Linked DNA regions of Mus musculus: all the other regions are linked to region 1. A link is a contact called in public promoter capture Hi-C data. All regions are on one chromosome and are shown on one strand. The core of a region is the stretch at or near the end of the contact, and the rest is flanking DNA. Distances in the headings are between cores, read along the strand shown. Region 1 holds the start of Man2c1os (mannosidase, alpha, class 2C, member 1, opposite strand). Region 2 holds the start of Senp8 (SUMO/sentrin specific peptidase 8). Region 3 holds the start of Idh3a (isocitrate dehydrogenase 3 (NAD+) alpha). Region 4 holds the start of Parp6 (poly (ADP-ribose) polymerase family, member 6). Region 5 holds the start of Ireb2 (iron responsive element binding protein 2).

What was found. Promoter capture Hi-C pulls out the DNA fragments that hold promoters and counts their contacts.
Region 2: a promoter capture Hi-C map of erythroid cells shows a contact between it and region 1, with 28 times the contacts expected there. The contact joins the promoter of Senp8 here to the promoter of Man2c1os in region 1. A contact is called at or near these places in 2 of 39 promoter capture datasets (erythroid cells and pre-B cells) and 1 of 9 other capture datasets (liver).
Region 3: a promoter capture Hi-C map of erythroid cells shows a contact between it and region 1, with 26 times the contacts expected there. The contact joins the promoter of Idh3a here to the promoter of Man2c1os in region 1. A contact is called at or near these places in 2 of 39 promoter capture datasets (erythroid cells and liver).
Region 4: a promoter capture Hi-C map of erythroid cells shows a contact between it and region 1, with 33 times the contacts expected there. The contact joins the promoter of Parp6 here to the promoter of Man2c1os in region 1. A contact is called at or near these places in 2 of 39 promoter capture datasets (erythroid cells and liver).
Region 5: a contact with region 1 is called in a promoter capture Hi-C map of erythroid cells, with 19 times the contacts expected there. The contact joins the promoter of Ireb2 here to the promoter of Man2c1os in region 1. A contact is called at or near these places in 2 of 39 promoter capture datasets (embryonic stem cells and erythroid cells).

Annotation. Positions count from the first base shown.
Region 1 is chr9:57,128,453-57,133,449 of GRCm38.p6, reverse strand. Man2c1os (mannosidase, alpha, class 2C, member 1, opposite strand) reads left to right here and starts at 2,160. Exons shown (of 2, transcript NR_102289.1): 1 at 2,160-2,901; 2 at 3,323-3,468. It overlaps Man2c1 (mannosidase, alpha, class 2C, member 1), which reads right to left and starts at 2,673. Exons shown (of 26, transcript NM_028636.2): 1 at 2,561-2,673; 2 at 2,169-2,291; 3 at 1,795-1,918. The coding sequence starts at 2,661.
Region 2 is chr9:59,747,952-59,752,948 of GRCm38.p6, reverse strand. Senp8 (SUMO/sentrin specific peptidase 8) reads left to right here and starts at 2,300. Exons shown (of 2, transcript NM_027838.3): 1 at 2,300-2,371. Myo9a (myosin IXa) reads right to left here and starts at 1,775. Exons shown (of 44, transcript NM_173018.2): 1 at 1,604-1,775.
Region 3 is chr9:54,584,003-54,588,999 of GRCm38.p6, reverse strand. It overlaps Idh3a (isocitrate dehydrogenase 3 (NAD+) alpha), which reads right to left and starts at 2,489. Exons shown (of 11, transcript NM_029573.2): 1 at 2,457-2,489. The coding sequence starts at 2,483.
Region 4 is chr9:59,615,388-59,620,384 of GRCm38.p6, reverse strand. It overlaps Parp6 (poly (ADP-ribose) polymerase family, member 6), which reads right to left and starts at 3,101. Exons shown (of 24, transcript NM_001205239.1): 1 at 2,977-3,101; 2 at 1,678-1,917. Gm51709 (a long non-coding RNA gene) reads left to right here and starts at 3,261. Exons shown (of 3, transcript XR_003948337.1): 1 at 3,261-3,398.
Region 5 is chr9:54,861,535-54,866,531 of GRCm38.p6, reverse strand. It overlaps Ireb2 (iron responsive element binding protein 2), which reads right to left and starts at 2,777. Exons shown (of 22, transcript NM_022655.3): 1 at 2,636-2,777; 2 at 1,136-1,225. The coding sequence starts at 2,654.

The DNA.
Region 1 (4,997 bases), core at 911-3,410:
CAGGCTCTGCCATCCAGCTGCCCTGCCCTGAATCACCGATACCAGGAAAGGCTAGGATAAAGTAATCAGGGAACCTTGGTAGCAAGTGTTCCACCCATCGGTGACCAGCACGCAGTTTATGTTTGCTAGCAGTGGTGAAGGGACTCTGGGGAGCTGGAGCTCGGCAAGCACGGCTATGGCAGGCCTTGCCCTTCTTCCCACTTCCTTCTGCCTTGTAAAACTGCTAGATTACATCCCTAAAGCTAGCCACCAAGGTCTATTCTCTTATTTGGGATTAGACCACCTCATCCCAACATAGGCTTTCTTCTTGTAGCTTTATAGACTGCCATTTTCTTAGACCTTTGTCTTCTGGGACAAACACCTCTTTCCCTTCTCCCTTGTCCTCGGTCTCCTGTCTTTGTCTCTTATTCTCTGCCCTCTGAAACAAATCAATTTCATTTGTGCAAAGAACCTGAATTGGGGTGTCTTGGGTTAACTTCAAGGTCCCTACAGATGGTCTTATGGGAAGGATCTTGGGCAGGGATTAGGAGGCCTGGTTGGTAGCTTTTCTTTCTTAAGATTTATTTATTTAATGTATGTATTGGTACACTGTATGCTGTCTTCAGACACACCAGAATAGAGCATCAGATCCCATTACAGATGGCTGTAAGTCACATGTGGTTGCTGGGAATTTGAACTCAGGACCTCTGGAAGAGCAGTCAGTGCTCTTAGCAGTCAGTCCACTGAGCCATCTCTCCAACCCCCTCTGGTAGCCTTTTTACCCATGAATATATAAAAGAAAACCCCATGGAGTGAGGCAGATATATTAATACAGGTCTATAATTCTAGCTACTTGGGAGGTCCATGGTAGAGAATAACAAGATCAAGGCTACTATCAGGGATCATTCAGCAAGACCCTTTCTCGAATTAAACGGGAGGTGGGAGATGGATTAGCTCAGTGGTGAGAACATTTGTCTAGAATTTGTGGTGGTTCTGGGTTATATTAATTAAAAAAGAAGCCCAAGGAGTTTGAGATAGATTGGTTCATCCTCAGTGTTCAGTTAGGTGGGTGCCATCGAAGAGAAGAAAGTTGGATAGGGCTCTGACTTCTTTTTTTTGTTTTGTTTTGTTTGTTTGTTTTTTTTTTGTTGTTTTTTTGTTTTTTCGAGACAGGGTTTCTCTGTATAGCCCTGGTTGTCCTGGTGCTCACTTTGTAGACCAGGCTGGCCTCGAACTCAGAAATCCACCTGCCTCTGCCTCCCGAGTGCTGGGATTAAAGGCGTGCAGCACCACGCCCGGCTAGGGCTCTGACTTCTTTTAGGACCCAGTTACTGGACTTTGAAACGGAAGCTGCATGGACCAACAAAGAAATGTCTTAGTTTTTTAAAATCTATAATGGATATAAAGTGTCATCACATAGCATTACAAAGATTAAACCTGGTATGACATTTAACATTTAACATCTGGGGAATGTGAAGTGCAGTTAAAAGAAATTCATTATTCATGGGAAGATAACTTAATACCTTACTTTATATCATTTTAGAATGATTTGAAGTTTCCCCCAATACATATGTACTATACACAATAAAACTAGCTTATGAAAACTGGGGATTTATAACACTGGTGTCCAAATTCTGGTGGCTTACAACCATCTGTAATGGGATCTGATAACCTCTTCGGGTGTGTCTAAACACTGGCAATTTCCTCAGTTCCGAAATCATGAAATTACTCTGGAGACCCATTCATTCAGCTGTGGCTTCTCCAAAAACCAGGCTAATCTGTGGCAGTATCTGGCTCTAAGAGAGGACACCTCACCTGGACAGGTTCCCCATCACGCCAGACAAGGCTTTCTCCATCGCTTTCCCAGCAAAGATGAACTTCCTGGCCCACCCAAACTTCAGGGATGACCAGTTCTACCCGAAACCAGCAGGTCCACCATCTGTAAGAGAGCCATTTTGATGGGCCTAGGAGTGGAAACCCTCGGCTTTAAGATGTTCTCCATGCATGTGCAGCATCAGAGAAATGGTCAAAGAATAAAGGGAAAGGGGGAGAGGCAGCAGGGATGAAAATACTCAAGTGAAGACGCCGAAGGATAAAGGAGCTTCTCTCAGCAGAGGGCGCCACTCTGCTATCTAGCAGACTAGGGTTTGGTCGTGGGGCGGAGCTTCGCCAAACTGGGCGTTACCCACGTGGGTCCGAAGCTGTCGCCGACCTGCGCAGGGCTGAAGTTCTGCTGCACCGCCTTCTCATAGGGAAGCCTCTCGGGCGTCAGGAAGCTGGAGAGTGTCACCGAGCAGCTGTCCCCGAAGAGCCTGGGCAGGAGCAGCTGATGGGCGCATGCTCGAAGCCGCCCCTGTCCCACCCGTGAGCCAGCGGATGGCTGGGGAAACGCTCTCCCTTGGCTAAGGCCGTGAGGACTGCCTGGCAGCTCAGCAGCACAGACCAACCTCTACCGTTCGCTCCCCAGCCCCTGGCCTGGCAGTGGCGGGAACTTTGTTCCGCGGCCCGGTTGGCCACGGCCTGGGTTTCCCTCCGGAAGGGAAGGGGAGAGCGCGCGGGTGTGGTAGGCCAAGGACCACACCTGCCGCGAAGGTTACAGTCGGTGAAGTAGATCGGGGACACGAACTTCTCCACCCGCTCGAAAGTGGTGCGCCAGTGCTTCAAGAACGGCGCTGCCGCCATGGCGATGCGCCTTCCCTCCCCGGAAGATCCTTGGTGCTGCCGGCTCGTTGCACCGCTTGGAACCAAAGGTTCCGGCATCCAACCAGCTTACAGACCCGAGCAGCTTTTCTGGGAACACCACGGCTTTTGCAAGAGGCTGGCTCTGGGGAGCCTCCCAGTGAAACCCGGAAGCTGAGCCTTCGCGGTTCTCACCTCAGCCTTGCTGTCAGACAGCTGGGTAAATTATTTTAAAATACAATGGTAAGTTTGAGCTGGTGGTGTGGTTCGGTAGGGAGAGTGCTTGCCTAGGATGCACAAAGTTCACAGACCAGGAAGTGTAAATTGGAGTAATCTGCGACAATGTAGCGCCTTTGAGTACAGCCTGAGCTACTTGGTATTCTGAAGGAAGGGCTAGGGAGGGAACCCCTGGAAGGGCATGGGAAAGGTTTAGTTTTCCATTCTCTTCACTTACTCAAGCATTGGTAACTGCATAATATGAAAAGCGCAAGGCTACTTCGGGTGTTTTCAGAAATACAGAAAAGGGGCTTTGCACACCAGTAATCCTCCATTACATTACATGCATCACCGTTGCCCATTACCCCAATGTCCAGAATTTTGATCTAACGCAGGTCAACAAGTGCAAGGAAGTTTGAATGCTAACCTCCAGCTTTAACGTTTGCAGGAGTCTGGAAGAAAATAATACAGGAGGAATCTAACTAGCCTGCTTTAATGGAAATAACCAGGTTTACATTCCAAATGCAGGTTACCCAGAAAAATGATCAAGTAAGAAATATACAATGCCAATTAAAATAACTTGTCAAAACTTGAGCAAAGTCCCTTGTTTTATTGGTCACAAGGACTTTTTCTCCTAAAAGGGCCCTGAAATCTTACCCTGACCTGCAGGGAGGTGCAGTACATAGTACATAGGTAGCAACTGCCAAGGCTGCTGCTGGTCAGACCCATGCTCCCCATCCTTCTAGGCCAGCAGTCTTAAGGAAATAGAGGGGGAGAGGTGAACCATAGCTGAGGAAGCCAGACCCTTTCTTCCTGGCATGCTGCCTCAGCCACTGCCCTACATTTTCCCATTAGGCTTGATTACTTCCAAGTTTCCTTGTCCTCCTATGAGAAAAACACCCTAAAAGCAGGATATGGTGACACACACCTGTATTCCCAGAATTCAGGAGTCCAAGGCAAAATTCATGAGTTTTTTTTTTTTTTTTTTTTCAAGACATGGTTTCTCTGTATAAGCCCTGGCTGTCCTGGAACTCACTTTGTAGACCAGACTGGCCTTGAACTCTGAAATCCCCCTGCCTCTGCCTCCCAAGTGCTGGGATTAAAGGACTGTGCCACCTTTTGAAAACCTAGAAGTCAAATTATTTTTCTTTATGGTGGTGTTGGGGATTTTAAAAACATTGTTACAATTTATTTGGTTGGGGGTGGGATATGTGGGGCCTGGGGCTCAAAACTCAGGTCTTTAGGCTTAGTGGCAAGAACCATACCCAGCTGAGCCATCTCACTGACCCCAGGACTGAGGATTTTTAAATGGAAGATAAAATACCTGGTTATGACTTGCTAGGTGATGGCTGTCGAATTCTATGACAGCTAGTCTGTTGTTCAGAAAGTCCAGGCCAACCACATTTGAGCCCCCACCCCACCCCAATGTTATGGATCACGTTTAAATGTAACTTTTAAGAAGTGGAGTCTAGTGAGATGGATGGGGATACTAGCACAAATAAATGCGCTTGCAGCCAAGCCTGAAACCTAATTCAAGTCCTAGAACTGACTACAAGTTGTTCTGACTTTGACACTTGCACGTTGATGCATATGTGCACACATACAAATAAATGTAAAAAATTTTCTTAATCTTATTTTTTGAGACAAGGTCTTTTTGTGGCCCTGGCTATCCTGAAGTTATGTAGACCAGGCTAGCTCTGAACTCACAGAGATCTGTTTCTTCCTTCTGAGTGCTGAGATTAAAGGCCCACGCTACAATTTTAAAAGCATTTGTTGGTGTATGTTGCTAAGCAATGTAAAATTCATTCCCTTCGAATTTCTACAAATACACTTGACTCTTTGGCTCGGTATCCTGAATTGTAGCCTTATTCCCAGTAAGGGAAATTAGAACTTTGAGAGGGGAAATAGGAGCCTAGGTGCGGTGTGCCTGTGCGTGAGCACAAGAACAGGCACTCAGGTGCCACAGGGCACAGCACTCCTGGGAGTCAGATCTTGCCTTCCACTATTGGATCCAGAGAGCAAACTTGTCAGGCTTATGTGGCAAACACTTTTATCTATGGAGCCATCCCACTGGCCTCACTGTTGATATGTTAATTTGACAATTACAAGTACTTATTTATTTA
Region 2 (4,997 bases), core at 1,051-3,550, 2.6 Mb before region 1:
AATGGAATAATTTGTGTATAGTTTGTGTGTCTTTAAAATACAGATATAAGCTTATAAACGCTGGAAATATCACATCATACCAATTACAGAAGCTGAAAAATAGAAAATGAACAATTGGAGATTGGAGAAAGAGAAACTTTTTACTACACTATTCTGATGGTTTTGACTTCTAAACTGTGTCTCATTAATACCCATAATGTAAATTGGTTTTTCTCCCTGTATTACACACAGACACAAAAAAATGAAAGGAAAAAAAAACCGTAAGTACTAACTACAAAAATATCCCCCACCCTTACATAAACATTAAAATTATACACTTAACACTTAACATTACGCTTCCCTCTTGACATCTCAGGAGTATAATTTCAACAAACATTTTATTCAATATTTTACTACTACTAAGAAAGCTGTTAATAATAACTTCAATTCTGAATGACACTTATACTTGGTCCTTGGAGAAGACTGGGTGGTAAAAAAATACTAAAAACATTAGCCTTCAGGGATTAAGAACAGCTATAAATGCTGTTTTTCTAACAAGTTCAAAAACAGTAAATCCAAAACTCCTCTAGTTAAAAACCTGTGTATCTGTACAAATCTACAGTGCTGAGACAAATATATGAAGAGTTACTTATCTTCATTGGTGTAATGCAACTTAATCCTTACAGAAGCCCAGAAGTGACAAGATATAGACTGGTTCTTTCCTTCTACTGAAGAGACAAGATGAGGAGCAAGCAGCTTGCCCTTGTAACAGCACACATACCCTCCCTGCCTGGGCTTTCACACTCTTTGCTCTCTTTCCCTTTCAGCAACCAGTCCCTGAGGCTCCAAACATGGGTCTCAGTCTGACTCCTTAAAATCCAATGGAGTGAATATACTGGACTATGTAAATAACCCCTTCGAGTTTTCCTGGAAACTTCTTTTCAACCAAAGATCCCGATTGGTTAGAAATCAGGTAACAAGGTTTGCTTAAGAGGTCTTCTAGAGAAACTACACCAGGGCGGGGGGGGGGGGGGTGTGAGGGGGCGATCCAGCACTCTGATGGTGATTTGAAGGGCTAACCGGAGACCTACTAGGTAAGAGCATCATGACATTGGGCTATCTGAAAGCTCGTATGGGTAGGGGGAAAACCTAGCAAACCTGACTGGAAGTAAGCTGCGTGAGGGTCCCTATGAAAGCTCGGGTAGCGATGACTCGTAGGATACCCAAAGATCTGGGACGTAGCAATGCATTAGGAAGCAGTAGTGGCCTTGGTTCCCAGACAAGGATCCGCTCCGACATAACGGTGTCTAGAGGTTCCAGTCAGAGTCCTAAAGAGGGTCTAAAGAGGTTCTAGCAGGAGGTGGAAGGGGGCCAGTGACAGAAGCGCCGCGGCTACTGGTGGACAGAATGGTGTCTGGTCAATGAAAGGTACGGGAGAGTCGAGTCTGGGGGTGGAATCCCGGCGGTACTCCGGCGATTGCTAGGCTTTAGGGGCAGAGCTGCTGGCGGGGCGTCTCCGCCGGGGCGGGGCGGGGCAGCCCTCCGGGAGCCAAAGAGCCGAGCGGGAGACGTGGGCCGGGCCAGGCCAGGCGGCAGGGCCGCTGGGTGCTGGGGCGGGTCTTACCTCTGGCTGCGCCGCGGTGGCCACCACAGCCCCTTCCTCTTCGGCGGTAGCCGCTTCCCCAGCTCGGTTTCCAGGGTCAGAAGGAGAAAGCAGAGGCCGAGGCCGCCGGGGGGTAGGAGGGTTCCGCGAGGGTGGGCCCAGTCGCCTCAGGGTCCGAGAGAGCGGCGGCCGCGCATCCCCCGCCCTGTCAGAGAGACTCCGCCCGGACTGGGCAGGCACATCCCCCGCCGCACCCCGCCCAGAGAGCACGCGTTGGAAGCTAAACCGCGGTCCCTGCTTTTGCCCGGGGACCGGTATCTCCGCCGCAGTCCCTCCCCGTCCTGCCAGGACTTTCCGACGGCCACCGCCAACTGCCTCTGCGTCCCCAGTCCTCTCAGGCCTGCGCGCCCCCGACCCCGCTCACGCGGCCCCGCCCCGCGCGGCTCTCCAGCAGCAGCCGAGCAGGCGCGCGCGCACTTACCTCCCACGCCCCCTGCTGCCAAGCCCCGGACAGCCCCGCCCGGCCCCGCCTCCGCACGTGACGCTGCTGGAGCGGGCTGCCTGCGCTTGCGCGGACACGCCTATTTTCCACCCTCCGAATGGCCCCGCCTCCCCATTCCTTCTTCACTTTACGGCAGGGCTGAGACCTCCGTGTTAGATTCTCGATTACTACATAAAAACGTCGTAAGGTTGGAAAGGCAAACTCTGGGATTACGACCTTAAGTCTCACTTTCCGGCCAGTACAGAGCTCCCTGAAGGCTGGTTGGGTTGGTGAGGCCTGAGGAATAGGTAAGACGCCTCCTCCCTACTTAGGTTTGTCTCAGTTTTTGGAAGCAGTGGATCGCTTTGCGCTCCACGCAGACTCTAGTGTGTCCGAGCCCCTTCCTCATTCTGCAGCTGGATTCTCAGCGCCGCCCCTTTTCCACACACGCACGCCCCTCCCCCCACTTGTTCCCGCCCCCGTGGCCAAGTATTTCTTTCCATTCATTCCACAGACTTTTCACTGAGTTGTTTCTATGCTGTAAAATCCAGAATATTAGAAGAAAATGAAAAAATATCCGCTCTTTTGAAGTGCTGTGATGTAGGAAACAAAGAATCCGCAATGGTAACACAGTAAAATAACACGGGATGAGCTGAACACAAACGGGGGAGTGGGGGGGGGGGGGTCCTTGATTGCAGAAGAGGACTTTTCCCAAATGACTTTCAGGCCTGTGGAGAACTCGTGTTAAAACCTTGGTGGACCGAAACTGGCCAGAAAGAAAATGGGAGTAGAGAAAGGCTAGTACAAAGGCATGTGACAAACAACCTAAGAGTAAAAAGCAAGAGGATTGGCATATACCTAGTAAAAACCGCGCAGGTAGACTTCCATTTGAAACAACTAGACTATGTGGCGAGTGAATTTAAGGCCAATCTTGATCACAAGGCGGGGGAAACTTAACTATAACAAGTGCAAGAAATAATCAGATGCAGGTGCAAAGGCTGTTTTTGAAGATGGCTGATTGCCTGGGATGGCTGGCCTGTTAGCTCCTGAAAGAATAAGGCAGCTAGATCTCCAAGTGGGAAGCCAGTCTGAGCCAATTTTAAAAAAAAAAAAAAAAAAAAAAAAAAAAGCAGATATGGTAGTACACGCCGAGTTTCAGGCTAGCAGGGGATACATAGTGAAACCTTGCCTCAAAGAATAAAGTGAAGTTTAGCTCAGTGAGTAGAACAAGCACTAGATTCTGGGCTCTGGGTCAGTCCTGACTTGGGGAGGTCGGGGCGTGATGGGTGAGTGAAGGGTGAGCCATGGAACCTGAAAGTGAATGACTAAGGGTGAGGAGGGGTAGAGAAGAGAAAAACAGCAGGAGAACACGAGCTTGTCCGTCCATTAGAATCACCTAGGATGCTTTTTTTTTTTTCTTTTTTTAAGTAAAACTAATACCCCTCCAACAAACTATAGCTCACTAGATGACTAATGTTAAGGGTAGAGTCCAGCAAGCTACACAGGAGCGATGAGTGGTGTGAATAGACAAGAAGCTGAGGGAGTTGATTTCCAAACCTTAAAAGCAGGAATCCTTTGACGAGAAAGAATTGAAGATAAGATGAGAAGCTTTAGCAGAAGACTGAAAGAATTAAATGACTGCTCTGGGAACTGAGAGAAGGGAAGCCACTCCTGCCTTTCCAGTCAGGACGGTTCCGTGTGCGTGGGAGGCGGGGAGGGCATGTAGGCGGGAAGTTTGCAGCTAGTGCTAGGCCGTGCTCCTCAACTGAGCCCTATCCCCAGCTTCTCTCAGTTTTTGCTCTTGCTTTGGGTTTTTGCAATAGGGACTCACTGAATTGCTTGGTAGCCAAGGCGGCCGTAAGCTTTCGGATCCTCTTTGCATCGGCTACCACTTCTGCTTCCCATCTCCAATCCTAATCAGATCACCTCAGTTATGGACCCTTCCTCTTCCTGGTAACCCGGTTGTATAAGCTATATGTCCAGGCTCAAAGCTTAAAAACCATCTACATTTTTAGCCCCTCCCCCAAAACAGAGATGAGCCAATTATGGGATTCTAAGCCCAACATCCACTCGCCCTAGACATTCCTGTACACTCAGCCTTGACAATTCAAAGTGTCTTTCTCATTTACTAATTTAAGAACAAGATATAAAGATATTTAAAACGCAGCCTTCTTACAGTCCCACAGTATTGGGGAATACAGGCTTTTAAACAAAAAATTCACTTGACAGAAAAAGTTGTATGAGGTAAAGCCCAAGAAAGCATAGCTGCTGTATGTTAACTAGGGTTAATCAAAGGAAACCTGTCTGTCTGCCTCCTGATAAGAGTGTTGTCCGATAAGGCTAGAGCATTGTATGAAGGAAGAGTAGGGCTGGGAGAAAGATGAAGATGATAAAATGTGAATATATTATGAAGAACCTTGAAATCCATGTTACAGGACTTAAAGTATCTAAGCAATTTATAAATATAAATGACAAAAAAAAAGCTCTTGACCTCTTTTCCTTCCTTTCTTTTTTCTTTTTTCTTTTTTTTTTTTTCCGAGACAGGGTTTCTCTGTATAGCCCTGGCTGTCCTGGAACTCACTTTGTAGACCAGTCTGGCCTCGAACTCAGAAATCCGCCTGCCTCTGCCTCCCTAGTGCTGGGATTAAAGGCGTGTGCCACCAAGCCCGGCAGCTCTTAACCTCTTACAGTCTAGATGCCTTTGGAAGTTTGGTCTGTCAACCTGATCTCAGAAAATTCACTTAAATATATACAGTAAAATACATAGAAGTAAGAAACCAATGTTAAGTACTTAAACACCTTAAAATATGTAGCGTAGTTACAAATGTACTTCGTTGCACATTAAGTAGCATGTAGCAACAGGCCTAATTATATAATGTCAAAAGAGTAATGAATATAAATTGCATTGAGATAACCTGCAACAACTGTAATATG
Region 3 (4,997 bases), core at 1,240-3,739, 2.5 Mb after region 1:
TTACAATTAAAAACGGAGGGAAAGAAAGGTGCTGAGGAGGTAGCTCAGTGGTAGAGTACCCCTGTCACCAGGCTTAAGGCCCAGCACTACAATAGTAATTAAGCATCCCAAGACATGCAAGCCATTTATGATTTGTCTGCTACTGTGTCTACAGTGCCTGGTACAAGCCAGGCCATCCTCAATCCTGCCTGTAGCTGAGGGTTCCCATCCCAGCTTCCATGCCTGCAATGGCTGTCTTCTAACAGCTGGGATTTCCCACATTTTCATCTCTCCTCTATGTTCTTGGACTGAAATAATGCACTGACAAAGTCCATCCAGAGAGAAGTTCACATGACACACTGTCTTTCACCTTATACTATACTTGTGAATCATTTTACTCCTGTAATTCCCAAGGAGACGCGTTTTCAGGCAAGAGGACCTAGCCTTACCTTCCCGACCTTGATTTCAGGCCCTGGATCACCTTAACCCTGTGGCTCCTCGCTTCCTTTTTACCTTCATATTCCAACCCAAACCAAGAGATACTGTGTAGGAAGTAAGCCAGGCTCATCATTGTCTTTGGAGCCTTGAAAACCTCTAAAACCTTCACTTTCTCACTGGGAAAGCACCTATGATCTGCAAATGACCCTTTTTAAAAAAAAAAAGAAAAAGAAACAAATAAAACTTTAACGGACACTGGGTGTGGTGGCTCATAACTCTAATTCCAGAACTTGGAAGGTGGTGGAAGTAGGAAGATCAGGTCAGCCTTACCTATAGCGTCAGCTAGACTAGTGGAGACACTGTCTTCAAACAAAACAAAGCCCTGCCTGAAAGGAAGCCCAGTACTATAAAAATCCAAATACCATTTGGTACTTCAGCACGAGTTAACCTCGGGAGCCCCTTCTTAAGCCCTAATCCCTTGAGAGAGACTGAACCAAAGCCTGGGCCACTCTGCCAAAGGTCACACAGGCAATCAAGTCCCAGGGGAGCATCTTCTGACCCTATGGCCAATAAGTTCTGAACTCTTGTGGATTTCTTACAGGGCTAAAGGAAAAAGCAATTTTCCAGGACGCTCTTTACTACTTAGCCTTATTTAGTCCCCCAAGGCTGACTACACCTAGCAACATGAATCAGGTAGAGTGTGTAAGCCCAGACATTAAAGGACTGACTTGTTGCTACACCTTTAAAACCAAATGTGACCTAACAGCATCTCAAGCAAAAGTGGGTCTGAACATAGTGACAACGTAGATTCTAGTCACCAAACAAAAAAGCCTAGTTACTGATGTCCCAGAATCACTGTCTGCTTGATCACTGCCAAGACAGATACATCGATAGCTAGGAAAGCTTCAGGCTTTCATGTCCTTCTACATGGAATAGGTGCTTTCATGCAGAAATACCTGTGACACAAGCACATGTATCTTACAGGTGGGTTCGCAGATGTTAAATAGTTTGCAGAGGATACACAATTGGCCAATGGCTTTGTCAGGATTTAAAATTAAGAACCCCTAAATTGAATTATTAATAAACAATAGTGCATCTCCAAACCTCTCTTTAAAGGAGAAGGGCAATACAAATTTCATTTAAAAATCTGCATTGCTTATAGCAGACTTCTAGAGAGCCACCCACGACGGCATCAGATGACCTACGGCCTGGTCAGTACTATATCCATAATTAGCTAAGTGACCTTGGCCACCGGAGAGACAGAAAATCAAAATACCTCGGGTTTCTCTCAAAGATGACAATGACCTCCTGTATGACCTTGAGCAAATTTGTCTTCGAGGGCAGGTCAGCTCCACCAGGAAACGAAAAGACTGCATATGTAACCTGAAGCGCCTTCCAGCTCTAGTACCTGAACTATCAGGGAGAACTAGAGAGTCCCAGATCGCTGGGTCCCAACAACTGAAGGTGAAAGGACGATGATGCGATCTCCCTGAACGTTCAGAGTATAACTCCAAGGAGCACGATGCCCTGCGTCCTCTGAAGGAGGAATACCTACCAGGGCACCAGGCATCAGACTAGGAAGAGTTCCAAGAGAGAGAAAAATCTGGCTGGCCTAACGGCCCGGGATTCCCTCACCTCGAAAACCCTCTTGCGCCCAGCGTTTACCCGGTCAAAGGCTGAGGGATCAGGGAGGGGCGACCTGGGCATGCTGCCCGGAGACCCGCAGGTGACAGGGCCGCGGGGCCTAGGTGGCCTGTCTGTGACCCTCAAGGGCTCCGGGGGAGGCCTGTGCACCTATCCTGGAGGACACTGGTGGGGACACCCGGAGCAGTACTGGCCGCCTTGACCTTGACGCCGTCCCCGCCCGGCGCGGCTGTCCCGGCTCAGGGCTAGCCACGCACGGCGTGCCGGCCACATTCCCCGAAACACTGCCCGCGGGCCATGAGCCGCCTCCGCGCGCTCGCCTCCGCCATCCATCAGGCGGGATCACAGCCTACTCTCCCTGCTCGCCCTCGAGCTTGCTGCCCTGTAGCGCTCACCTTGGACACCCACGCGGACCCGGCCATCGCGTCCACTTCCCTCACCGCGGCGACAGCGGCAACACCAGGGCGCATGCGCATAGCCCTCTTCCCAAGCCCGCCCCTCACGGCCCCGCCCCGAGGCTCCGTGTGGCCCCGCCCCTAGCTCGGGTCTCTCGATCGCTCACCGCCCCGCTCCGGACCCCGCTGCACAGCTGCCGCTAGCTGACCAATCACCGCCTTCATCTTTTGATGACGCGCGGAGCGGGCCCAGCTGCGACCCGGAAGCCTCCTCCCCTTCCTCCCGCTTCATTCATTGAAAAGCTGTTTGGATGAGTTTTTTGTTTCCGACCTATTAGGGGACCAATCAGCCTTCTTTATTTGGGGGATTGTGCGCCCCTTAAAACTTTGCGGTCCCACTGGGACAAATATCTTGCTTATTTTCAAACATTGTTTTGTTTTGTTTCATTTCTTAAGACAGTATCATGGAGCTTCAAACTGATTATGTAGCTGAGGCTGGGTTTGAACCCCGGACTGCCAGGGGTTCCTCTTTTCTTGCCTCTATCTCCCAGGTACAGGGACTGTAGGCATGCACCACCTCGCCTAACTTGATTCTTACATTTTTTTTTAAATTTTCATTTTTTTGTTTTGTTTTTTGAGACAGGGTTCTTCTGCATAGCCTCAGCTACCCTGAAACTCACTCGCTAGACCAGGCTGGCCTCAAACCTACAGAGATCTGGCCTCTGCCTCCCGAGTTCTGGGATTAAAGGCGTGTTCCACCATCATCTGGCTAATTTTTATTTTTTTTTAATAGCTTTACTGAATAAAAAGCATTTATTAGTCTGCAGAGGACCCGGATTCAGTTCCCAGCACCCTCATGATGGCTCACAAATGTCTGTAACTCCAGATGTAGAGGATCCAGTACCTTCTTCAGGCCTCACAGGGCACCAGATACCAATATGGCACAGGCACCTACATGCAGACAAAACACTCATATACATAAAATAGACAAATCTTTTAAAAAGTACTTGATGTAAATGTACAATCTGAAGTTTTTAGCAAATGTAAGTGTTTTCATAAAATAAATTCAGAAAACACAGCTCTTGGGCTGGGGAGATGGCCCAGTGGGTTAGGTGCTTGTTTCAAAAGCATGAGGACCTGAATTCAATACCCAGTACCCATGTAAAGAGTCAGGAAAGAGTGAGCATCTATAACCCCAGCAATGAAAATCCAGAGCTAGGTGAATCCTGCTGCCATTGCCAGACAGCCTAGCTGATATGATGAGCCCCAGGTTGTTTAGTGAGTGGGAGACCTGTCTCAAAAGCTAAGGTAAGGATACCTACCATGAAGCCATGAAGCACTCAAGCACTCAAGCGCTCTCTCTCTCTCTCCCTCCCTCTCTCTCTCTCTCTCTCTCTCTCTCTCTCTCTCTCTCTCTCTCTCTCCCCCCCACACACACACACCACACTCACATTCTCCATTTACACACTATAACTCTTACTTCAAAAAGAGTAAGAGGGGGTTTAGTCTGACCAAATATAAGTAACTAAGGCCAGGAAACACAGGTTTAGATTACCCCAGTTTCTATGTTTCAACGTGGTAAACAAAAACAAAAACCATGTTGAGGACAAATCAGAGTTTGCAGACTGGCAGTGATGGCCCATGCCTTTAATCCTATCTCTCAGGAGGCAGAGGCAGTTGGATCTGAGTTAGAGACCAACCTGGCCTACAAAGCTAGTTTCAGGACAGCCAGGGCTACACAAAGAAACTTTGTTGCAGGATATTTGATCACACTGTGAACTCTAAGACTGTGTTGTTTACTTGGAAAACCATTTTCTAGTTGTGGTGTGGCTCAGCCTTAGCACACACCATTAATCCCTCAAGCTGGAATACAGAAATGACTTATTACTTCCTTTAATTCCAAATAATGAATGAAGATGAAGTTAGTTTGCAGAAGGAAACACCCATGATTGAAAGTGATGTCTGGGGCTGGTGAGATGGCTCAGTGGGTAAGAGCACCCGACTGCTCTTCCGAAGGTCCAGAGTTCAAATCCCAGCAACCACATGGTGGCTCACAACCATCCCCAACAAGATCTGACTCCCTCTTCTGGTGTGTCTGAAGACAGCTTCAGTGTACTTACATATAATAATAAATAAATCTTTAAAAAAAAAAAAGAAAGTGATGTCTACTGAGTGGCAAAGTGCTGAGTCAGAGAAAGATTTGACAGAATAGGATCTCCCCAACTCTCACGAGAATACGAGAATAGAGAGGAAAGGGAAGCTATGGGGGTGCAGGGGACAGTGCAGAGGGAGAGAGGAGACAGTTTTACCCAGAAAGTTTTGTAGAGACAGGTTGAGAAGAGTAGAAGATAGACACAGGCAGAGATAGAACAAGCCAGAAAATGAGAAGGAGCCAGAAGATTAGAACAGATTGCTAGAGTTAGTTTGAAGTAAAGCAGAGCAATTCAGGAGAATCAGAGAGAAGCCATACTGAGTCAGTTAGCATGGAGAGTTTTGAGCTAGAACAGCTGAGTTGAATCAGCCAGCCAGAGATCAGAAAAA
Region 4 (4,997 bases), core at 1,852-4,351, 2.5 Mb before region 1:
TTCCTGGCTCTACATATACCTCAATTTAATCCATTCCAGACTCAGGGTGTTCTTGGTCCTTAATGTGATTCTACCAAGCCTTAGTTTTTTACATCAGTAGTTCTAAGTAGAATAGTGTGCCCACAGCATCAGTGTCAACTGGGAATTTGTTAAAATGCCAATTCTTAACCCTCACCCCCTGAGATTTAGTGAAGTAGAAAAACCATAGCTGGAACTCAGTGATATTCTAACAAGCCTTAAAGTTATCATGCTGCATGATAAAACCTGAGAACTATTCCTCTTAAGTCATTACATTTTCCAAGGGTCTGAAGTCTGTTCTCCCATAGGTAGACCTAGTAATTGGTCCAGAATGTGACCATAAGGCACACACAAAAGCAAATTCCGAATAGCAGTTTTTAAGCTGGCAGTACTATCTGACTGATCAAAAAAACAACATGCAAAAATCAATTACAACTAACACCCTTAGAGATGAGATAACCTCATATCTGATAATTGCTTTAAAAATATTCGGGGGGGGTTATAAATAAGGTCCAATTATATGTATGAAAAAACTCATTGTAGGTCAACCAGAATTTTATTTTCAATTAAAAAAAATTAAATATTACCCCAGTTCCAAATAAAATAAGTGGGAAAAGAGAAGAAATAAATTTGGCAAAATGCTGATAACTGTAAACCAAGCATGGTGGGATGTGTCTTTAATTCCAGCACTCTGCAGGGGGATGGTGGTGCCCACTTTTAATCCCAGCAGAGGCAGGCAGATTCGGTGAATTCAAGGCAAGTTTGGGCCACAGAATGAGCTCCAGGACAGCCAGGACTAGAAAGAGAAATCTTGTCTCAAAAAACAAAAACAAAAACAAAAACAAAACCCAGAATTTTTAAAGGCAGAGGCAAAAGGTTCTCTCTGTGTTCTCCACCAGTGCAGACTACATACTGAGTCTCAGGAGAGCCAAGAGCTACATTTCACAAAACAAACAACAGCAACAAAAAATGGAAACTGATGAAGCTAATGTACACAAGGGTTTCCTATATGCCCTACTTTTGGGTACATAGTTGAAATTTTCTACATTTATAAAATCAAATGCTTTCCCTTTGTCTCTGTGCTCTCTGCTGTTCTTCAAACACAGTAAGAATAGTCCCACTACACATCTTGTCTCTACTGTTCTCCCCTTTAGGATTCCTTTTTAGATATCCACACTCTGGCCAAAGGTCACCTTGACTGCCCATATAAAATACCCACACTAGCATTCTCGATCCCCCTCCACATTGTTTTCTTCACCACAGCTCTGACCACTCTTACATTTATCTCTCACCAGACTGTAAGCTCTCTCTGTATATGAGTACTTTGTCTTCAGGCACACCAGAAGTGGGCATCAGATCCCATTACAGGTGGTTGTGAGCCACCATGTGGTTGCTGGGAACTGAACTCAGGACCTCTGGTAGAGCAGTCCAGTGGTCCTAACTGCTGAGCCATCTCTCTCACTCCTGACTGTAGCTCTATAAGCAAAGATTTTACTGTTTTCACCATTCTCAGCCTCTATAACACATTTACTGAATTAGTGAATGAGCCCTCAGCTATGTACCTAGGCCAAATAGGAGGTAAGTATAAGAACTTAAATGCTGCTACTAAACTGACAAAAATCACACAAAATGCTTTTTAAAAATCAAGACTTCATTCACCTTCAAGAGCAGCTGAGGTGCCAATTATGAAGTTTGGGACCAGGGTTCTTTTAGATTGAAAACAGTCAAATGCTGCTCTGGACGAAGAGGGAAGCACTACAGTCCAGCCTGGGTTGTCTTGGGGTGAGCAGTAGAATGAGGGCAGCTTAGGCTAGAAGTGCCAACTTTCTCAAGGTCTTTCACTGTAGAAGTCAAGGAAAACTGAGCATCTCCTCAGGGTTTGCTGCTTGGTTTCTGATGCTATTAAAAGGAGGGGGTAAAAAAAATCAGTTTTTCTAAGGAAAAGACAGTTATGAAATGACCAGCTTCTCCAACCAGACTGTTTTAGTAAAAAAAGACTTGAATCCTCAACACTCCATGGCCTTCTCTCAGGAATGGAGAGTAGATTTAAAAGCTGGAGAGTGGGAAAAGGCAGATGGTGGAGCACGGAATTCATTAAAAAAGAAAAAAAAAAAAAAAGAGGGGGCTGAGAGATGACCTAGTTCAAAGTTTTCATGTTACATATTTAATACTCCAACCTAGGGAGGTCACAAAACTTGCATAAGTAACTTGAACGTTTGATAGGGCCAAATCTATCCATTTTTTCATGTAATAACTAGTTCGGGGTGGGGGTGGGGGGCAGATCTGGAACCTTTCAAGAGGAGCTAGATCAAATAGAGACTATTAAGAGTGCCCAGAGAAGTGTGCTGTTAGGCTCAGTGTTTATTCTGGGGGATGGCAGCTCGCATTAACACGCTTGGTCTATTTCTATGAGATCGTGCCAACGGTAAATAAGCCTTCGGACGACCCACAAAGGTCTTTTTCTCTACGTCCATTGGCACTTTTCAGAGTGACCATTTAACGTATACCTAGTCAAGAGACGCCTCTGATCTCAACGTCTACATTCTGGGCTTGACTTCCAGCTCAGTGTGCTAGGAGAAGAAAACTCCACTCCAACGGAAGTGTCAAAAGGACTAGGCTACTAAACAAAGGGCGAAGGAGGGTGCGGAGGGGCGAGACCCGCGGGCCAGCGCTAACCCTAGCCCGGGCGGAGGGAGAAGACCAAGACGCTCGCGAGGACACCTGCGCATGCAGGGCAGGGCCTGAGGCCTCTTCTCCAGGTGTCCCCCAAAGCCCTCAGCTCCGGCCTTCCCCGTTAAGGACCCGTCTGCGGCTCGCCGCCGCCAGCCGCCCAGCCGAGCGAAGCCTGTCAGCATCCCTTACTTGGTCCCTCAGGCAGGGCGGACCTTGCCAGCAGCCCGACCGCCCCGCCCCATCCCCACTCCAGCCTCCCCACACGCCAGCCTAGAGAGTACTCACGGCGACCCCGGGCCGCGCGCGGCCGCCGCGGAGGGGACGAGCGGCCCGGGACGCCCCGCGGGGGCGGAGCGGCAGGCCAAGGGGCGGGGACCGAGGCGGGCGGGTGAGGTCGCGCACCACACGCCTCAGCGTGCGGTCTCGGGCACGCCGGGGCGCTCTGCGCATGCTCAGGCGAAGACACCGCGATCAGGTGTCCTCTTCCGACCAACCGCGGTGCGTGCTGTACCTGGGCGTGTCCCCACCCCAGGGTGCTAGCCAGGGCGCGCGTGCGCAGTGATCCAGAGTTGAAGGCGTGAGGAAGCGAGAGAGTGGCGCTTGCGCTTTGGGGCCCGGAGGGAGCTTGAGAAAGAGGTTCTCCGGACATGCCGAAATATAATGTTTTTCTTTGTCGCCTCGTGTGGTTAGGAGGGTTGCAGAAGAAGGTAATCTAGATTGCCTATATAGAGATACTGAGGTGCCCCTTTGGTGCAGCTTGAAGCCAGACAAAAATAGGAATCAAAAGTTAAAATTCTGAAATCTGACTTGCTCCCATGTTCATTTGCTTCGGTGTACCGACCGCACCCAGGCTTTCTCATCACACAGGGGACTGGGGACATAGCTCACTTGGAAGAGTGTTTGCCTAGCAACCACAAACCCTTAGTTTATGCACAGGTGTGTAAATCCCGTGTCGTGCCTGTAGTCTGTATAATGTTATCTCAGCATTCAGAAAGTTGAAGCACAAAAATCAAGTTAGAAGTCTTTTTGTTTTTTGTGGTTTTTTTGTTTTTGTTTTTGTTTGTTTTGTTTTGTTTTTCGAGACAGGGTTTCTCTGTATAGCCCTGGCTGTCCTGGAATTCACTCTGTAGACCAGGATGGCCTCCAACTCAGAAATCCACCTGCCTATGCCTCCCAAGTGCTGGGATTAAAGGCGTGTGCCCCCATAGAAGTCTTAAGCTACATAGCCAATTCAAGGCCAGCCTGGGATATATGAAACCATCTCAGAAATTAACTAAATGAAACATTTTAGTTGGGATGGAAGAGAAAGCTCAGCAGCCAAGATCAGTGGCTGCACTTGTCAAAGGCCTGGGTTGGGTTCCCAGCACCTACGAGTCAGTTCACAATAATTTGAAACTCCAGTTTCAGGAGATCTACTACCCTCTCTGGCCATCACAGGCACTAGGAACCAATGCGTTGCACGCACATATATGCAGGAAAACACAAACATGCATATGTAAAATTAATCTTAAAAAAAAAAAGTGGGGCTGGAGAGATGACTCAGGGGTTAAGAGCACTGGCTGCTCTTCCAGAGGTTCTGAGTTCAATTCCCAGCAACCACATGGTTGCTCAGAACCATCTATAGTGAAATCTTGGGCCCTCTTCTGGCATGCAGGTGTACATGCAGATACTCATACATTAAAAATAAAAAAAACCCTTAAAAAAAAAAAAGTGTGGGACGGTAGTGGTGCATGCCTTTAATCCCAGCACTTTAAAGGCAGAGGCAGATCTCTGAGATGCTAGTCTGGTCTACAGCACTAGTTCTAGGACACTCAAAGCTACACAAAGAAACAGTCTCAAAAAAAAAGAAGGAAGGAAAGAAGAGAAAATTAAATTATTGCATTCTTGGCTTGAGCCGTTGTGCTTGCCCCCTGGGTTCTAGTTTCTCTCCTTGCTTACTCATGAGTCTCAACTGGATCGAGCCAAGGATCCCCAGGCCGCTGACTGCTAACAGATTTTGGTGTTTTGTTACATTGTAATAACTGAAGAAAACTGAGGGATATACTCCAGTCTCAGAGTGCAATAGTTCACAGTAGTTCAGAACTGGACTTAGGGTCACATAGTCTTCTGAGAGCATGCACTGTGGAAATGTGTTCAACATAAGAAAACACAAAGGTTTTGTTCCCATGAATGAAATGTGGAATGGCAGAATCCCACAACCTCCCAGGATTCCCTCTCTTTAACCCTTTCCCTCTCATGCTCCCGTACTCAATGAATTTTAACTGCTTTATAGATTATTATGCTCTTCCTGGCTTTCTTCATTTTCC
Region 5 (4,997 bases), core at 1,528-4,027, 2.3 Mb after region 1:
ATAGACATAAAATATTAAAAAATACCCATACTCTCTTATCAGTACAAATTACTGCAACAGAAAGAATGCTACTGTTGCCATTCTAGGGAATAGTTATTTTTATTTTTAAAGAGCAATATAGTTCTAAGAAAAAAAATACCTACATTGTCTCAAAATGCATATAGATACATATAATACATGAAGAGTATTTAAATTCATAAAAATCTGCAGTATTTATAAAGGAGCAATAAAACAGGACTAAAGAAAATCTCTCTCCAAACTGTAGAAGGCTGGCCATGAATTTTTTTCATAAAAGCTTACACCAGCAACCATTCTTCCAAACAGGTTTTCTATTCTTTGGTCTTGTTAGAAAAATTGCTCAACTGTCAACTAAATCAAAAGCTGTGCTTAGTGGGACCTTCTTCCCACTGCAGCACTGAGACAGAAATGACAGTTCAAGGCCACCCTGGGCCACTTAGGAGACCATGTCTCAAAACAAAAGACAACTGAAAATCAAAGTTAAGACTCCATCCATCCAATGGCCAGGTTAAGCACGTTCATTTTTCTGAGAATGCGATGAAAGGTTTGACCCCGATGAGGAATGTGAAAACGTTTACCAAAGTGTCAGAGAATCAAGCCTAGCAGTGAAGAACAATTTGAACCAGTGGGCTCAGTTGATGATTCTATTTAAAGATGATAAATATTTTTAAAGAATAATCAGAGGCTCTAAGCAGTAGCGGTCCCTGCCTTTGATCTTAGCACTTGGAAGGCAATAACAGATAGATCTTTGAGTATGAGACCAGCCTGGTCTACAGAGTGGATGACAGGACAGTCACATTCTACAGAGAAACCCTGTCCTGAAAAAAACAAAAACAAAACAATAACCAGAGGCACTGACCATTGAAAAAGTTAACACACACATTCAGTCACTATAGATTATGATGTTCTCTTTTAAAAATAAGATTAGCTTCTGGGGGGAGGGGAGGAGAGGCAGCATCTAATTAACTAAAAGTTTAAAGAAGAAATCGAGGTATGGTTTCTATTGTTCTCAACCAAAAGTCCCAAAGGAAGTTTTATAAAATGTCTTCTGCTCACCTTGACCAATGCACTGTAACTACTAGAAACTAAGCCCACGAAAAACGTAAAGCAACATTACCATACTTGGTGCCGCCAAGTTTAGGTACATTGAAGAACTTCTTCTGTGAATTGCCATTTAATGTTTCAATAAGGTACTCAAAGGTGTATCCTGGAGAAGAAAAAGAACAAATGCCTTTCATTAAATACATTCCATCAAATACATTAAGTACATTAACTACAGTTACCAAGAACCTTATTCAAAGAGAAAACACCCAAACTTTTGCTCAGCAGAACTCTGTGTGTGATGGAAAGCTGATGGGAATATTGCACATTTGCATTACCCTGCGGGGCAGCTACGAGGGCCACCTTGAACCATGGAGGCAGTGATGGAGGTGCTGACTGTCCCATACCACAGACACAAGACTCGTCTCCACGGGACTGCAAGGGGACAATTCTAAACCTCGACTCTTGTCAAACAGAAACTAGTGAGACAGACAGCTTTCTACCTTGCCTGTTGACACAGGGTGTTGTCACTGTATCCCAGAGTGGACTTAACCTCACTGGGCAACCCAGGAGAGCCTGCAAGTAGAGGCAATAATCGCCCATTCTGTCTCCTGAATGCTGGGATTACAGCATTACCCACCCAATGGCTTTTCAATCTTAGAAATGTTAAATGTCTGCAAAGAGACCATAAGAATGGTTTAAATGATGTACAAGCATTCAGAAATCGTGCCCTGAACATGCTTAAGTACAGAGATAATGCTTTGACAAAACCATTGTTAGAGGTTCAAAAGGCAATTAAAAATCCAACAACAGAACACTAAAGATGATTTTTAAAGTGACCATCAAAATATCTAGGTAAACTGGCACATTAGATTCTACTAAGAGATATACCCTTAATGGTTATGCACTAATTGAATATGCCCCCACTCTCAGTGTTGTGAGAAAGGGTGAGGTAGATAAAAATTCATTATGCGGCCTCATTACTTGGATGGGTGAGACCCTTAAACATTGCTCTAAGATCTTCTTCCAAAACCAGAAAAGACAAGCACAGTCCATTCAGAAAGAACAGTGTTTTTCTTTTGTGGAGGGAGGTGGATGGGGGAGGAGACTGCAACAAATGATCTGGGAACCGGCTAACGTTCAGCCTCGACAGCCCCTCCACTTCCAGGAGCAAAGAAAGGGAGATCCCAGGATGCTGGGTAGAAGGATCAGCCAGCAGAGTGAAAGCCAAACAAGGGAGCCAGGTCTTCCGACACTCAATGCTCACAAAAGGGGGGCGGGCAGAGAAAGACGTGGGCTTGTCCCTGCCCCAGCAGTTCCTCCTGGGGGCCTGGAGGCTGCAGCCAACAAGCAGCGGGCCCCGGCCAGGGGCGGAATTAGCGCTCCGCTGAAGAGCGGGACGCGCGGGCGGGGACGCCCGGCCTTCGCGGCCTCCGCCCCGAGGGGAGAGAACGACCAAGCCCTGAGGGCCCGACCGCCCCCCCGGGTGACCGTAAGCAGAGCACAGCGAGGGCCACGGATGTACAGCAGCGCACGCCACCAGCCGCCAACGCTAAGGCGGCGGCCGGGAACTGACCTGCACTTGGGGAGTCCATCGCCGGAGACCATATTATCCCTGCGGGGAGGGGGCCAGCGGGGGAAGGAGGGGGAGGCCAGGCCGGGAAGAGAGGGAGGAAGACGGGCGGACGGGCAGGGGAAAGGAGGAAGGAAGCAGTCTCGCGCAGGCACCGCGAGAGCCGCAGAGCTGGCCCGGGGTCCGCGCTCGCGGGATTTGCCGGCTAACTCTCGCGAGATCCTCGGACCGGCGAAACAAAGAAAGAGCGGGGCGGAGCCAGCGGGTAGGCGGGTCTCTGCGCAGCCTCTGTTGTTCTCCAGAGCTGGAGGTGGGGGGGCGGAACCCTGGGAGGTTAGTAACTTTGACAACGGGACGCCATAGGTTCCGTTACTTTCTTGTGGGCCCAAAAGTATACCGTGAGGTTTTGAGGTCCCGCGATGTCTGCAGGACTGTCTTGTAGGAAAGAGCCAGGATTGGGACTCAAGTTCTCCCTGCATGGTAAAGCCTTGTGTTAAGCCGTGATGTAATGAGGCGCCCACTCGTGCATTCTCAAGAGAACAAGGCCGGGTTAATGGGACACATAGGCAATCGACTAATTGAATGAATTAAAATGTCCATACTTTCCTATAACTTCAACCTTTCTCTTCCCAGGAGCAGTTAAACGTGATGGTGTCCTAAGTTTCTCTCTGGCCCCGCCAGGGAGAGTCCTTATGTCTTCCCTGTCTTGTCTTTTGGTTAGCGGACTCTTTGGAGTTGTCTGGTTTGCCCTTTTCTTCCCCACTCCTATCCCTTCTCAGACTGGTTTCCACTTCCAAAAATGCCTGTGATAAAGGTAGGCATAACTATTTGCTAATACCCCAGCTCTTGCTTTAACTGTTTGTTTAGTATGTTTGCTAAGACAAACTGTATTAGCTTCCATAATTCCAAAACTATTCTGTACTTCCTGGCCTCCAAGCCTGCTTCATCCCAGTCTCCTCTACCAGGGCCTTTCTCTGCCCAGCTATTAAGTGTACTGTCATTAACTCTATCTCGTGACATGAGCTTTGCACCAGATTTCATTTCCTCTGGCTCATTCATCTGTCTATTGGCTCCAGCTATCCGTTCATAAGCTGATGCTCTCTAGCCTACCTACAACTCAAACCCATCTCCTAAGCTTAGAGGAATATATCCTAACGCTTGTTACCACAGGCATCTCCTATGCAAAACCACCACCACAACCACTGCCACCCAAGCCAGTGACTGAGTCCTTATGTGTCTGTCACCTACACCAGCGAATGCCACCGCCTAAGCACATACCAGCACGCTATCCTTGGCTCCTCTCTTCCATTACTGTTTAGAAGTCCACTTGATCCACTGGCTTCCTGACCTTAACAACTGTGACAGTCTTCTCAGAAAGTCTCAAGGGCATGACTATTCTCGAAATCATCTCCATGAAACTGAAACAAACTAGGAAGGACACAGTAACCAAACTCACATACCAAGAAACTGAGTCTGGATTTGCGATGCATTCAGATGGAAGCAAGAGCTCACGTATAACTTCATTGTTCACGAGGCTGAACTGAATAGTTCTGCTTCTCTTGAAACAACACTCCTGTACACCGTTGGCTAACCCTTACTCACTCTTTCAAGACTTGGGCTTTTCTTTTTATGTTTTAAAGATTTATTTATATGTGTATCTCAATGTTAGTGTATGTCATGTGTGTGCAGGTGCCCAAGGAGGCCAGAAGAGGGTGTTGAATCATCCTAATTACCAACCTATCTCTCAAATCTCATGGTTTTCACTAGTTTGAGCTTTTGAAAATTCGTTTGTTGTGGTTCTGGGGGTTGAACTGAAGTCTTCTACAAGAGCACAAATGGCCTTAATTGCTAAGCAATCTCTCCATCCCCCCAGGACAGTCTCTCATACAACCACACTACAACAGTTAAATTCAAGAAATTTAGCACTAGCTGGGCGTGGTGGTACATGCCTTTAATCCCAGCACTCAGGAGGCAGAGGCAGGTGGATTTCTGAGTTTGAGGACAGCCTGGTTTACAAAGTGAGTTCCAGGACAGCCAGGGCTATACAGAAAAACCCTGTCTCAAAAAAAAAAAAAAAAAAAAAAGAAGAAGAAAGAAAGAAAGAAAGAAAGAAAGAAAGAAAGAAGGAAATTTAGCACTGGTACAGTACCATTAATATTTACACTTTATGCATTTGAAGAATCAGCCCTATTAATATTCTATAATCAAACATTGACATCATTTACAACCAAATTTTAAAATGTTGCCAATTGTTTCAATTGTTTACCTTGTTTTATTTATTTGTTTTGAGATGGTCTTGCTGTGTAGCTCTGGCTGATTCCACATTCACCAGACAACCCCAAAGGGACACTAGGCTGCCCACGCG